2 separate regions of the Columba livia genome follow, and region 2 is linked to region 1. Evidence: chromatin contacts called from public Hi-C data. All regions are on one chromosome and are shown on one strand. Each heading gives the region's core, a stretch centred on a gene start, on an enhancer-like site or on the middle of the called end of the contact. The rest is flanking DNA. Distances are from core to core; before and after follow the strand shown.

Region 1 (7,084 bases), core at 1,196-3,695:
ATGCAAAGCGGGGCTATGAGGATGACTGATGTCACAGCATATTATCAGAAGGATAAGTCAGTAACAACCTTTATCTTGAGATGCATGGAGTCTGAGAAACAGCTGAGCTCAGATGACTATTACTCATTTGGAAACTAGACACGATCACAAGAGATCATCTGATGTTGATAATGTTACTGAGTTACTACAGACTTCCAGCATCTAATTTTGTATTTTGTCAATGGTATTCAATTGTAATGCTTCTTCAGAGCTTCTTAGAAATGTGAAAATGTACTTCATACCCTGGAGAGCATAGGTGGCAGGCAAAGGGCCACAATGGGATATGGATGTCATCAAAGGGGAGGTGGGAAGGATTGCTGGAGGAAATAATTCATCTCTGAGTAAGTTTTTGGAGGTGAAAAAGCTGAACAAAACAGAGACTTTCCAGACTTTGCAAGAAGTTGACACATCTTTACAGTCTGACTTTTATGAATACTTTCTTGCCTGAGACATTTCCATCATCTCCAGACAGATTGTTTTAAATCTAATCCTTGAACCGCAGCACTATTGATCACAGGCAGCCACCGAGAAAGCAATTGGGTCTATCTTATTCCTCTCACAGTCCCCTCTCCCTTTCTTCCCCCTCAAAATGCCTCTCCTCTGATTTTTCTCCAGAGTCAGTCTCCATGTCCAGCTGATCCCTTCAGGTGACAGCACTCCTCACAGGAGAGAAAACATCACAACCCAGAAGCTATGATATTTCTTCCCTCTAGATGGTGCCATGGCCTTTCCCTGGGCTACACAGGACCACCTAAAATCAAGGTATTGGAGGAGCAAGATACACCCACCCGCAGGTAGATCTCAGAGGCTGCTCTGGCAGGGGCTGTGGTGCCCTATGGTCAACAGACAGTATGTGGAAAGGAAACATAATAGAAGGTTTAATCTTTTTAATTTTCATTTTCTTTTATTTCTTTTTATTTTTTTTTTTGAGTGCAGTCTAGGACAACTGGCTGCATTTCTGTGTTTTAAGATCTTTTATCTGTTCCCTCTTTTTTTATTGGATTCTGCTTTCTCACCATCCTTTCTTTATTGCACACAGTGGCCCCTCTTGGTGGAATATGAAACAAGTTATATGAGAGCATTAAACTGACCTTTGAGACACAGGAAGAAGGATTTATTTGTAGGTAATGCCATCCAAACCAGCTGAAGACTTTTTGTAGTCAAAGGAAAGAAATAGAGGTGGTTTCTCCTGACCTAAAATAGGTATCTGAAATATGGTGGAGCTGCCACCACCAGAAAAGCCCTGTTTCTCTCCAGGGACTGGAAAAGGAGCCCCAGTCAAGTGGTTCAGGTATGGGTCTTCATGGTTGACATACATCTAAAGATAGGTGAGATGAATAATGTCTAAAAGTTCCAAAGCATCTAAAATCTAAACGGCATTTATTTGCTCTGAATACTAGGGACAAAACAGGCAAAATACAGACAGACACAAATAGCATCATTTCATTGTGGTAAACCTTGAAGAACACTGTAATCCCAGCCCACAGGAGTGGTAGGTTCATTGTAGTAACAAAAATATTATTTCTGAGCCAAACTAATCCTGACCTGGAGATGGTTCAGCTGTGGATCAGAGTCCAGTTTCAGTGGTTGAACCTTTCTTTGCTGGACTGAAGAGTCACTCCAGTGACACCAACAGGCTTCACACTTGTTGTTGTGTAGACTTGTTCTGCTTTGACTTGTTATCACATACAGAGAAGATGACAGAGAATCAGGCCTGAAGTTTGCAGCTTTTCTGAGTCTGAGTGTCACATTAATCAAGAGGGAGCACGGTTGTGAGGGCAGAGCATGAGAAGACTGTCCTGAGCTCCAGGAATGCCTGGGATGGAGATCACAACAAGTCCCACTGAAGGATGCACTTTGCCATGATGTTTTTTCCTCTCCTTTCCTTCTATAGGTGTCATGGTGCAACAAAAATTAATACACCTTTCCAAGAAAGGATCAGTAAGTGTAGCATTGCACTGGCAGCCTGCAGCTGCAGTTTTAGTAGGGAGGCACATTTTACTCTGGTCTTTTTTTTTTTTTTCCTGGAAAATGCATGAATTGCTGTTTTCTTTGTCACTCTAAAGCAATATCATCTGTAATGTTTCTCCTCTACGGGGGAGTGGAAGGAAATTGCTTGTCACCCAGTGGCATTATGCAGCTTTTATTTACATGGGAAAGCAATAAAATCGATTGTTTCTGAACTGAACAAAAGTCACTTGACTGGACTTCAAAGCAAAAGGTTATGTTGGCAAAGCCACTTTCTAACCTGTACAGAAGGGGACCGCTAGGCACCAGTCTGGTCTCTGCCTGGGGCACACCATTTACTCACCAACATTTTGTTTTACTCAAGTGAAAAAGAGGCTTGTAACCTGAATTGCTTTCATAGAAGTTTTGTGATATTTAATTAGATGGTCCTGTAGAACTCAAGAGAGCTCTGAATGAGAGATTGGAGGTGTCTTCATCTGATGGGCAAGTATTAAAGCAGAGACATCAGAGACTGCTAACAGCACTGCGTACAGTCCTGACACAGGTTGTTTTTAAAATCATGTTGAAAAAGCAATGGCAATAAGCACAGAAAAGAGCCACATATTCGAGAGCTGGGAACAACACCTTACACTTGGAAGCCTTTAAGAATTTATTCTGTGTAAAGTGTTGGAGAGCATTTGAGAGTACGAAAACATTTAAGAGAAAATATCAGAAAACAGTCATGGGGTTTTGGAGCCATTAAGAAAGTCATAATAAGAGACAGGATGTGGAAACTAAAGCTGAAGAATTATAAATGAGAAGCTGGCACGTCTGCTAAGAGTGAACGTGCTTAACCACTGTGCAAGATAACAGGAGGAGCTTTGAGCATCCAGCACTGCAGATATTCAGAGCAGCACTTGGGAGTCTTGAGCCTCGGCCAAACACAAGTCAGAGATGTGCTCTGGGCTCGCTGCCGTCCTCGCAGGCAGAAATGTAAAGACTGGGCACAGCAGAGATCAGATTAGCTGAGCTCGAGTTCATTCCTGGCTTTAAATAGCCTGCACTCTCGAATCTAGACTGGGTAAAGAAATTGCAGTATCAAAGGAAAAACAAACACCCAGTTGTTCATCCCCAAAAAATACAGTCTGCTGTAGGACACAGTGAGACAAAGTGAAACTCAAGTTATCCAGTAACTATCCTCAGTGGCAAGTCAATCGTCATTTACATGGCATTGCACAGAGGGAAGGTTGGTGGAAATCATTAAACCAGCACAACTGGTTGCTTCAGTAATCCACTGGAAACTCAGAAAATCAAGTTTAGCCATAAAAAGATGAAAGGATTTTCCTTCCCATATTGTGACCCAGTAATGAGAGAGCAAGGTTGTTTTACTGACAGGAATGTTAAGTGCTGTGATTTTTGAGTGAGACAAGGCTCATGGAGACAGTTAAGATCTTTCATTAGATCAACAAGTATAGCTGGAAAAAATAGTTGGATGTTCAGGCAGAGAGTCACTTCTCCAAGGCTAAGCACAGGGCTTGTTTCTTTTTACCAGCTGTAACACCCGATCAGCTTCAAAATGTTATCTCTGTCCACAAACTCTGACTCAGTTTTGTCCTTAGATCATGATGGTTAAAACAGCTCTAACCTTGGAGACTTCAAAGGCCACTTAAGCCACTTCCACTTCATTCAGTCTGTTTTTCTTCCAAGTTGGGTATTTATTTACACAAATCTCATTGTGATATGAACTCCTTAACATACTTACACAACTTGATTTTGCTCTGGCAAATGCCATCTCACTCCTTCTGGCTGTATCCACCATGTGCGGCACAAGGACAAGCTAGAAACTGAAGGCAATAACATCCCAGAGCTATGCCAAAAGAAGACAGCTGAATATCTGCTTTGCAGGTCATTCATGTTTTTGTGAAGCAGACACATCCTAAACACCTTGGGTGACTCAGGGTTTGGAAGTGCCTGGGTCTAACCCCATTTTTCCCAGTGCATTTTCATTCACTAGGATGACAGCCACTTGTGCATGGCTTCATCTCACATAGACGTGGTGTTAGATATATGTATCCCACATCGAGCATCTCCTGCTTTTAATCTCATAGAAGGCACTAAACTCTTCATGTTGGCCATTTTCCCACTCCAGCTTGCCCAAAACCCTGTCTGAAAATGTGACTTATTGCAGCCAAGCTCCCCTATGTTTTCATAAGGGGAAAGATTCACCTAGCATGCCGCATTATAACCAAAGCATTCGCGTTTCTCAGTGGCTGTCAGAAGAACAGACAGGCTAGCAAAATACTCACCTGAATGTAGCTACTGTATTTTCTGAGGGACCATTTCTTTCTGCAGACCCCATAAAATGTGTACTGCAGCTGGAGCAGAGCTCCTGAGGGACGAATGGCATCTGAAAGCATACCTCGATGCAGCAGCACTGCCGGGAAAGCAAGTTCAAAGGCATCCAGTGCTCTCCAGGGGATACAGCTATGTTAGACACTTCTGGATAGATGACTAGGTACCTGTTTTAGCACCAAAGTGTTACAAAGAGCTTTTTCTGCCTCAAGGCAGTAATTTGCTGAAGCACATAAGACGCATTTCCCATCGGCAGGATGAAAAGAAAACTTTCACCCCGTTTTTTTGCAAAACACTAGGTTATGTCATCTCTGAAAAGAGCTCTATTGTACTTGTGGGCCATGGCAAATATGGATGCAAGAGAACTGAAATGGCAGCTTGTGGTGCCTGTATAAACACATATTAACACTACGTGGCCAGGGTTTCAGATGAACTCCAAGGCCTGGCTTATACCAGATGGCTTGAATTGCAATCAGTAGCTGATGTGTAGCTTTCTTGTTGTGTTTTCTTAGCGTAAAACTGGTGAAGGGCCTTATCCATTTTTGTTTGCTTTACTGGGAGTTCAGGAAAGAAATCCTAAATTTTTCTGTCCTGGACAGATGGCACGCTGTGTCAATTTTCCTTTTGTATATGTTGCTCCATATTTTTAATCTGGATTGCAACTTGAAAAGATGGAACAAAAAGCAAATTAGATTTTACCTAGGCTAATTCTTCTCTCTTTTCCTCCAATTTTACACCAATGACATTAACATGGTTAGCTTTTGATTTACGCTGGTACAAGTGAGAGAAAAATGGGCCCTGGATAAGTTGGTTTTAATTCAAAGCATCTGGGCAGAAAAAAGGTGAAGTGGGAAAATCCTATTTTCTGGGAAAATGAGAGCTCACAGGGCCATTACCTGTCCCTAAATATATTTTTTTTAATGGATTGCTTTAGAAGTGCAGTTAGTAGTTCTTGTTGAATCTAAAACTCACCATGAACAACTGACTTTCTTGAATCAGTAAGTTAGTGAAAAGCCCAGGACAGGCTAGAAGACGCTCACTTTTAACTAAAGCTCACATATTTTTCATCTCTCCCACTTTTCAGTGCCCAGCCTGGATCACCAAACAGGGGAATTTATTTACTGTTAAGCTAGTGAACTAAACAAGCTAATTCAGCAGATATAATTTAACAATTTCATTTGTAGATGTTATTCTATATAAGACAGGAAATTTTTTCTCACATGTTCTGTGAAAGTCACAGCCTTTGCAATCTGGTAACTTGCTGAAAATTGCTGTTAGCTCTTAAAAAGACCTGGGGGAATCGAGTAATTTGCTGTGTTGATTAACATGCATTAAGCATTAAGTGTAGGGACAACTATTCTCTTGTAACAGAAGCTGTGATTTAGCAGATAAGAGCACAATCAAGTAGGTACATGGTTCTGTGTGAATCTGCACATCAGTTTTATATCCTCATCTTTCACGACCACTTTGAATGCTCAATACCTTTCACTGACAAATCACATTTAGACCCTGCATATGTCTCACTGACTGCCTTTAAGCACTGGATTTGGATATTTTCTAATATTTTCTAATCTGCTTGACACCATTTCACTTCAGCAGTGGTTTCCATGCTTGGACCTCTGTGTGTCCAGGATGGCTTCTGGGGGATGTAATCGTGACGCACAATGTAGAACCATGGCTTTTTACTCCTCCTGGGCTGCTGATAATCCACATTTATGTATCTGAGAGCAGGCTTTTCTCTCAAGCAGCTGCTATTCGGCAGGCTGGCCAGGAGCCATCTATCACATGGGACACTGTGCACTTCCCTGAGTAGCAGTGCTGGAGGATTTTCTGTTTAGATGTGCCTGCCAGGGTAACTGCTGGAGAAGGATGGCAAAGGCAGCAACACAGAGGCAGAAAGTTATGTTAAAGCAGTTACACAAACATGAAATTTGGAAAAGCTCTTGGGGATCGCACAGGCCCTGAATGTGCCCCCAACATGGTCTGGCTGAGGTCAGCAGAGAGTGGAAAGAACCATGTCCACGCACGGTCAAAGCCACACTATGAGATGTGCTGCTTCCTGCAGCCAAAAATCAGACACCTTTGGCCAATTTCCTCTTTTTGCTTTATTTTTTTAAATAAAGGAAGCAAAATACAGCCTCTTGTAATCAGCTTGACATGGCAGACCAGCAAACAGTCCTGGTCCCTTCCCATCCTTCTAGCCCTTATAGTAAAAAGTGGAAATGGATTTCCCAGGTAGTACATTTTTCTCCTTGGCCATGAGCAAGCAACGTGCCAAGGGCTCCCTCTTGTGATGGAAACAAGCAAGAAGACCTCCAGCCATTAATTGCATTACCCAAAGAAATCAGTGAGTTTGCACAAGGTCATAGCTTTTCAGGGCTTGTACAGAACACTGGTCCTGTTTGGTAGCCTTTCACACACTGGTGGAGTGTGTTACAGACCTCTTTGTCTGGTATGTTCCCAAAGCCACCAACAGCCTGCCAGAGGGAGCCTGGTTAGATACAGCTACTGCATGTGGTATACATTAGCAAACAGGATGTTTTGGACCCAGCTGGAAACCCTGTGGCTCCTTAATATTGAATTTGCTGTGGCAAGAGAGAAAACCAGATGGTCTTATTCATCGTGCAGTTTGTCTTCTGCAGCAGACCCTTTAACAGCTCAGGCAGAAATGCTGGATCTTTCAGGCACCTCAGGGAATCGTCAAACCCCAGATCCAGACCTTATTACTCACCCTGCTCACTTCCCA
Region 2 (7,084 bases), core at 2,031-4,530, 260 kb after region 1:
CTCAAATCCTGGGGTCAGTTTTGGGCCCCTCATCATAAGAAAGACACTGAAGTGCTGGAGTGAGTTCAGAGAACGACAATGAAGCTCGTGAGGGGCCTGGAGCACAAGTGTGATGAGGAGCAGCTGAGGGACCTGGGGCTGTTTATCCTGGAGAACAGGAGGCTGAGGGGAGACCTTATCACTGTCTACAACTACCTGAAAGGAGGTTGTAGCATGGAGGGGGTTGGTCTCTTCTCCTAAGTAGCAAGTGATAGAACAAGAGAAAATGGCCTCAAGTTGTTCCAGAGAAGGTTCAGATTAGATATCAAGAAAAATTTCTTCATGGAAAGGTATTGTGGGGGAGTAATTTTAGGGTTTTGTTTGCTGCAGGACAATGTTTAGATTTCTTATTGAGAAGCATGACTTAAAAGAGTTCAGTGGCAGGTTCACTCTATTACTTACTGCATGGGTGAAAGATGCCAACCCTAATGCTGCTTACGTTCTCTCCAGGTGCCTGTATCCATTCATGAAGCAAACTTTCGGGCATCTTCCCTCCCTGACAACTGTTTGCTCTGGATCCTATTTTTAAAGCTCCAGTGGCAAACTTTCAGGTGAGGTCCTTAACTGCATGCAAAGCAGACTTTCAGGAAACAAAATTCCCAGAAAACAAATAATTTAATGGAGTAGAATAGCAGAAAGGCTGGCTCAAGTTAGGTACCTTCACAGAGGTCTGCCCGAGCATAGAAAACTACAAACTTTTATATCTTTACAGACCGTTCACACCATGATTTAGTCCAACAGCAAAATTTCACCACCAGGTCCTTTTGCTCCCCATTAGACCTTTTTTCTCTGACTCCACGTGGGCCTCTGTTTTGTTCAGTTGTAGACACTGGTTTTGGTCCATATCCTTGAAGGTGCCATTTTGTCTGGATAAATCCTTTCTTCTCAGTGAACTGCAAAACAGGCCCCGTTTTGCAGATGTCTGTAATGTCTCCACGTGAGCCTTGGATCGTTGTTTCCCCAGTCATTTCCATCCTTCCCAGCAAAATGCAAGCTAGACGTTATCTTGCAGGCATTTAGTGTAGTCTGCAGTTGCCCTTGGTAAAATTTTAGCAAATCTAGTCTACCAAGTAACATGAATGTCCTGGTGGACAACAGGATGACCATGAGCCAGCACTGTGCCCTTGTGGCCAGGAAGGCCAATGGCATCCTGGGGTGTATTAGAAGGGGGGTGGCTAGTAGATCGAGAGAGGTTCTTCCTTCCCCTCTACTCCGCCCTGGTGAGACCACATCTGGAATATTGTGTCCAATTCTGGGCCCCTCAGTTCCAGAAGGACAGGGAACTGCTGGAGAGAGTCCAGCGCAGGGCAACAAAGATGATGAAGGGAGTGGAGCATCTCCCTTGTGAGGAAAGGCTGAGGGAGCTGGGGCTCTTTAGTTTGGAGAAGAGAAGACTAAGGGGGGACCTTATTAATGTTTATAAATATATAAAGGGTGAGTGCCATGAGGATGGAGCCAGGCTCTTCTCGGTGGCAAACAATGACAGGACAAGGGGTAATGGGATCAAGCTGGAACACAAGAGGTTCCGCTTAAATTTGAGAAAAAACTTCTTCTCAGTGAGGGTGACAGACACTGGAACAGGCTGCCCAGGGGGGTTGTGGAGTCTCCTTCTCTGCAGACATTCAAAACCCGCCTGGACATGTTCCTGTGCGACCTCACCTAGGCGTTCCTGCTCCAGCAGGGGGATTGGACTAGATGATCTTTTGAGGTCCCTTCCAATCCCAAACATACTGTGATACTGTGACATTAAAAATCATACAACCTTATATTTCTAAATAATCCATTACATTTGGTGTGCACATACTTAAGCTAAATTACTAATATTGAACTTGAATTGGGCTCATCCAATGACCTATGAGTAGTAAAACCATTGCCATACAACTTACTTATTTAGCAGGGAGAGCTCAAAGTGGGCTCATCCAGGATGTTGTATTTATAGAATGAAGTGGTTGACTCATAGTCAAATTGCATACGGTAGGAAAAATCTGCACGAAGCTCCCTGCACCCACAAGTTACCAGCGTTCAGTGTGCCGTTCTGCTTCCTTGTGGCTCTCCTGGAAAGAGTTCTTGGCCTGGCTGTGGCTCCAGCCCTTCCCTCCTCTGGAGCCTGGACTGAAGTGCTGCTGCTTTGGCTGGGGGGGGCGTCGAGTGCGTCCGGCACAAAAGGGTTGTGAGGCATTGGAACAGGCTGCTCGGGGCAGTGGTGGAGTCACCATCCCTGGAGATGTTTAAAAGGCACATAGACAAGGTTCTTAGAGACATGGTTTAGTGTCAGAGTTAGCTTGAGACGGACTTGATAATCTAGAGGGTCTCTTCCATCCAGAATGATTCTATGATTCTCTGAAATCACTGTGACTGCAGGTTACCTGAACTATGGGCAGAGGCTCATAAAAAATCATTAGCTGAGGCTACCATTAAAACACACAGGAGCGTGTTTCTGGAAACCACATAACCACTTTAGTGCAGGAAAGCCAGTGTTAATAAACTGTGATGGATCCCCGCACTATGAGACCGCCCACACTGTGTTCTGAAGCCCACTGACACACTGGGAGCTCCAGCTTCGCAACCCAGTACCACAGCACCTGCTCCTCTCCCCTTCCATGTCTGCTTTAGGGACAGGAGCACTCTCTGATCCTCCTTTTCACAGAACCACGGAATGTCAGGGGTTGGAAGGGACCTCAAAAGATCATCCAGTCCAATCCCCCCATGGAGCAGGAACACCCAGATGAGGTTACACAGGAAGGCGTCCAGGAGGATTTTTAATGTCTCCAGAGTAGGAGACTCCACAACCTCCCTGGGCAGCCTGTTCCAGTGTCTGTCACCCTCACTGAGAAGAAGTTTCTTCTCAAATTTAAGTGGAACCTTTTGTGTTCCAGTTTGTACCCATTACCCCTTGTCCTATCATTGGTTGTCACCGAGAAGAGCCTGGCTCCATCCTCATGACACTCACCCTTTACGTATTACATTAATGAGATCACCCCTCAGTCTCCTCCGAACTAAAGAGACCCAGCTCCCCCAGCTTTTCCTTTTGCGTCCTCCCCCACCCAAAATCTCCTTGAGGGATGGGTGGTGAACGGAGCCACTTTGCCTCCTCCCCCTTGAAGGGACGCCTGGCTGACAGCCCAAGCGGCTTCCCTGTGAGGCAGCAGCCACAGGAACCCTGCACCCTTTCTTTAGGTGTGGGAAAGCCCCACAGGAGCCAAGACCCGCTCAGCGCCTCCCTTTTGCAGCCACGGGAGGGAAGGGCCACCACCCACAGCCCCGCTTCGCGCTCGGGGTCACTTTGTCCCGCCGCGGTCGCCGTAGCCGCGCTGTGCGCAGGCGCCAAGAGGCCGGAGGCGGCCGCAGTCGCCATGGCAGCCGCCTGCGGGAGGTTATGGCGGCGGAACGCGGGGGTGCTGGGCCTCGCCGCCCGGCCCGCCAGTGAGCACCAACCGTGACCCCTCATTCCCCGCTGCCCGCCCCCTCCTCCTGCCCGCGGCGGAGAGCGGCTGCCCGCGCTCCCTCAGCGCGGCCCGTGTTTGCCCAAGAGTGTGGGGGTGTCCTCGGGTGCTTGGCGGGGCTGGGATCTGGGACCGCGCCACCGCTGCGGGCCGTTCGGCTTGGAAACACGGAGGGGTTTAAATTATTTTATTTTTTTCTGCAGGGTGTCTTTCTTTGTCCGGGTGTCGAATTAGCAGCGATGGAAAGCCGGCGAAATTTCAGCCGCCTCCAAAGCCTGTCATTATCGACAAGCAGAAGCAGAGGGAGGAGAGGAGGTGGGTACCGGGCCTGGTGCTTCTCACAGGGGGCTTGTGTTCAGGTCTGCCGACTGGTAAGAGGAGCAAAAGTCGTTTAGAAACCCGACTAGGCCTAGGGTAACAGGAACTTAATAGAGAACTTGATAGGCAGGTGATTGGGTGAGCGCCTTCTTAAAGCTCCAAGGTGTTACTCAATAAAAAGTGTTTGCAAAGTTCTAGCTGAAATATGCTTTAAAAAAATTAAAATTAAAAAAAAAATAATAAAAAAACAACACAAAAAAACCCTGATGTGTTCTAGAGTTCTTGAAAACAGTGAAACAGGAAAAAAGAATGTGTGCCAGCAAAGATTTGCAAATTTGGGGTTGATGTGTGAGGTTTTTGTCTGTTAAAGGAGTGCATCTTTTCAGTGTGCCACAAGGGGACAGGGACACCTGCATCACCTGCATAGGGTGAGTGCCATGAGGATGGAGCCAGGCTCTTCTCGGTGGCAAACAATGATAGGACAAGGGGTAATGGGATCAAGCTGGAACACAAGAGGTTCCGCTTAAATTTGAGAAGAAACTTCTTCTCAGTGAGGGTGACAGACACTGGAACAGGCTGCCCAGGGGGTTGTGGAGTCTCCTTCTCTGGAGACATTCAAACCCACCTGGACATGTTCCTGTGCGACCTCACCTCGGCGTTCCTGCTCCAGCAGGGGGATTGGACTAGATGATCTTTTGAGGTCCCTTCCAATCCCAAACATACTGTGATACTGTGATCTGCCTTTGACTTAGACCTCGAGATCAACTGTGTTATTCGTGAAAATGCTTTTGTTTTACACTTACAAAAGTTTGCATTTTCTTCTAGGTTCCTGAGCCCTGAATTTATACCACCCAGAGGCAGAATAGATCCTCTTAAATTATTTCTAGAAAGAAAGGATATGATACAGAGACGGAAAGTCTTCAACATCCCAGAGTTCTATGTTGGTCAGTAACAGCACTAGAATGTTCATAATTTCGTCAGTATTTTTTGTCGGGTGGGATGGTAAAAGTGTGGTTGTGTATTGCAGAATATCATACAGAGCATCATAGTGTCAGGTATGTTAGTTCAACTAGTCTGTATTTCTATACATACTACTTTATATTTTAATTTCATATTTACATCCGGTTTCAATTAAAAGTATAATACTAATGTGTTTCTTATGTGCTTTTTTTCAATCCTGGCACTTTAGCATATGACTTGCCAGTAAAGCTCAAGAAAGAAAAATACATTAGATTATTTGTATTCAGTTTGGATAACGAAGGGTAAAAAATAAAAGGTAGAGGTGTAAAGGTGAAGAAGCTTCATAGTTAACCTGCAGAATCACTTTAGCATATATTAATTTAGGTCATGTTAGAAGTTTATTCTGTTCCTGGTGGCTTTCATGGAAAATAAAACATGTTCAAAATGTACCAAATATGTGCACTTTGTGAATATTTCCCCACCTTTTGGTATGTGTTTACCTGAACAGTCTATTTTCATTTTATTTATTGGCAGGCAGCATACTCGCTGTTACTACTGCAGATCCGTACGCCAACAACAAAACCAACCGATTTGTAGGCATCTGCATTCAAAGAGGTGGAAAAGGACTCGGCGCTACCTTTGTCCTCCGAAATGTTATAGAAGGCCAAGGTGGGTTTTTAGCTGTGCTAATTATGCTGGAGACGTTAAGCAACAAATGTTGAAGTTTTATGTGAAGGGATATCTGGTGTAGAAATTTAGTCTGTGGAGAGGATGACAGTAAAGTGAAATAGTGAGTCTGCCTACTAGGGGATACTGCGAGTTCGACACTGTATAGAAGCATAGAATAGTTTGGGTTGGAAGGGACCTTCAAAGCTCATCCAGTGCCACCCCTGCCATGAGCAGGGACATCTTCACCCAGATCAGGTTGCTCAGAGCCCCGTCCAGCCTGGCCTGGGATGTCTCCAGGGATGGGGCATCCACCACCTCTCTGGGCAACTTGGGACAGGGTTTCACCACCCTCAGCGTAAAAAATTTCTTCCTCATGACTGGCCTGAATCTCCTGTTTTAGTTTTAACACCATCACCCCTTGTCCTATCACAACAGGCCCTGCTAAAAAGTCTGTTCCCATCTTTCTTATCGGCCCCTTTTAAGCACTGAAATGGCACAATAAGGTCTCCCCAGAGCCTTCTCCAGACTGAACAACCCCAGCTCTCGGCCTGTCCTCACAGCAGAGCTGTTCCAGCCCTTGGATCATACATGGAACTGCTTAGTAATTTTTTATGTATATACTTAGTGATTTTTAGATCTGTATTCCGAGGAGACTGAACATGATCTGCTATGGTGGTGCTTATATTTGAGTCTGGGCAGCTTGTTGCCAGCCATGTGAATATTATATTAGCCTGGTTTGAGCATTGGGTGTTTGAATGAACTGGAGCCATATGCATGAACTGTTTAACACACAGCAGATTAGCAGAGTTTTGTAATAGGTTTGTATTCTGTTTTATGATAAAAATTGGGGGAGGTGCAAATACTGGTGTTCTGAGAGCAAGTATGAAAGGGGGGGATGTCTCTTTATTTCATTGTATGTGTAATGTATATAGAAAGTAACAGCCATTGTAACCAAAAGGGAGTAAAGTTTAAAAACTAAGCTTGTCTTCCTTAAATTTAAGCCACTCAATGTTTCTTAAGCTGTTCTGTTATCCAAGACTTAACTTACGAAAGAAATCTGCATTTGCCTGTGCAGACACAATGCACGTGTAGAATGACACGTGCCCACAGCACTGTTAGTTCTTTGTATAGGTAAAAAGCAGTTCTTGAATAATACAGCAATGTGTGACACTGAAGAAATTTGGTGTTAGCATTTCTGATGTATTCCATTCATTAAACCAGACTTTCTGTCTCTTAAGGTGTTGAAATATGTTATGAACTGTACAGTCCTCGAATCCAAGCGATCGAGGTCCTGAAGCTGGAAAAGAGGCTGGATGACAACCTGATGTACCTGCGAGATGCCCTACCTGAATATAGTACTTTTGATGTGAATATGAAACCTGTGTCTCATTTAGACCATGAAGAAGTTCCCGTAAACAAGGTAGGAGCTGCATGTTTCAAAAGCAGGGGATCGTATGTGCTGTCCTGCTAGGCCGCTAAAGGGCTCTTTGCTACACTAGTTAACCAGCGTGACAAAAGTATACAAAGTAAGGCAAGTCTTTGTGTTATTTTTATAGTGAAAGAATGATGAGGATGTAAACATTTACCATCCTCAGTAGTTAATTTAGAAGACATACAAGCAGTAGTAGCCTTCGCATGCGTCTATATGACACCAT

Evidence for each region. Hi-C and Micro-C count contacts between places; a contact is called where the count stands out from the background.
Region 2: a contact with region 1 is called in a Hi-C map of liver, with 4 times the contacts expected there. The contact joins the promoter of MRPL19 here to the enhancer-like site in region 1. A contact is called at or near these places in 2 of 2 Hi-C or Micro-C datasets (crop and liver).

Annotation. Positions count from the first base shown.
Region 1 is chr3:7,857,041-7,864,124 of bColLiv1.pat.W.v2, forward strand. No RefSeq gene overlaps it. Among named protein-coding and RNA genes, the nearest start is that of EVA1A, 240 kb to the right of the region's middle. Within about 2 kb of position 2,446, at least 2 of the 3 cell types and tissues checked have an H3K27ac peak away from gene starts, as active enhancers do.
Region 2 is chr3:8,115,732-8,122,815 of bColLiv1.pat.W.v2, forward strand. It overlaps MRPL19 (mitochondrial ribosomal protein L19), which reads left to right and starts at 3,281. Exons shown (of 6, transcript XM_065055763.1): 1 at 3,281-3,462; 2 at 3,686-3,797; 3 at 4,626-4,744; 4 at 5,295-5,429; 5 at 6,668-6,849. The coding sequence starts at 3,393.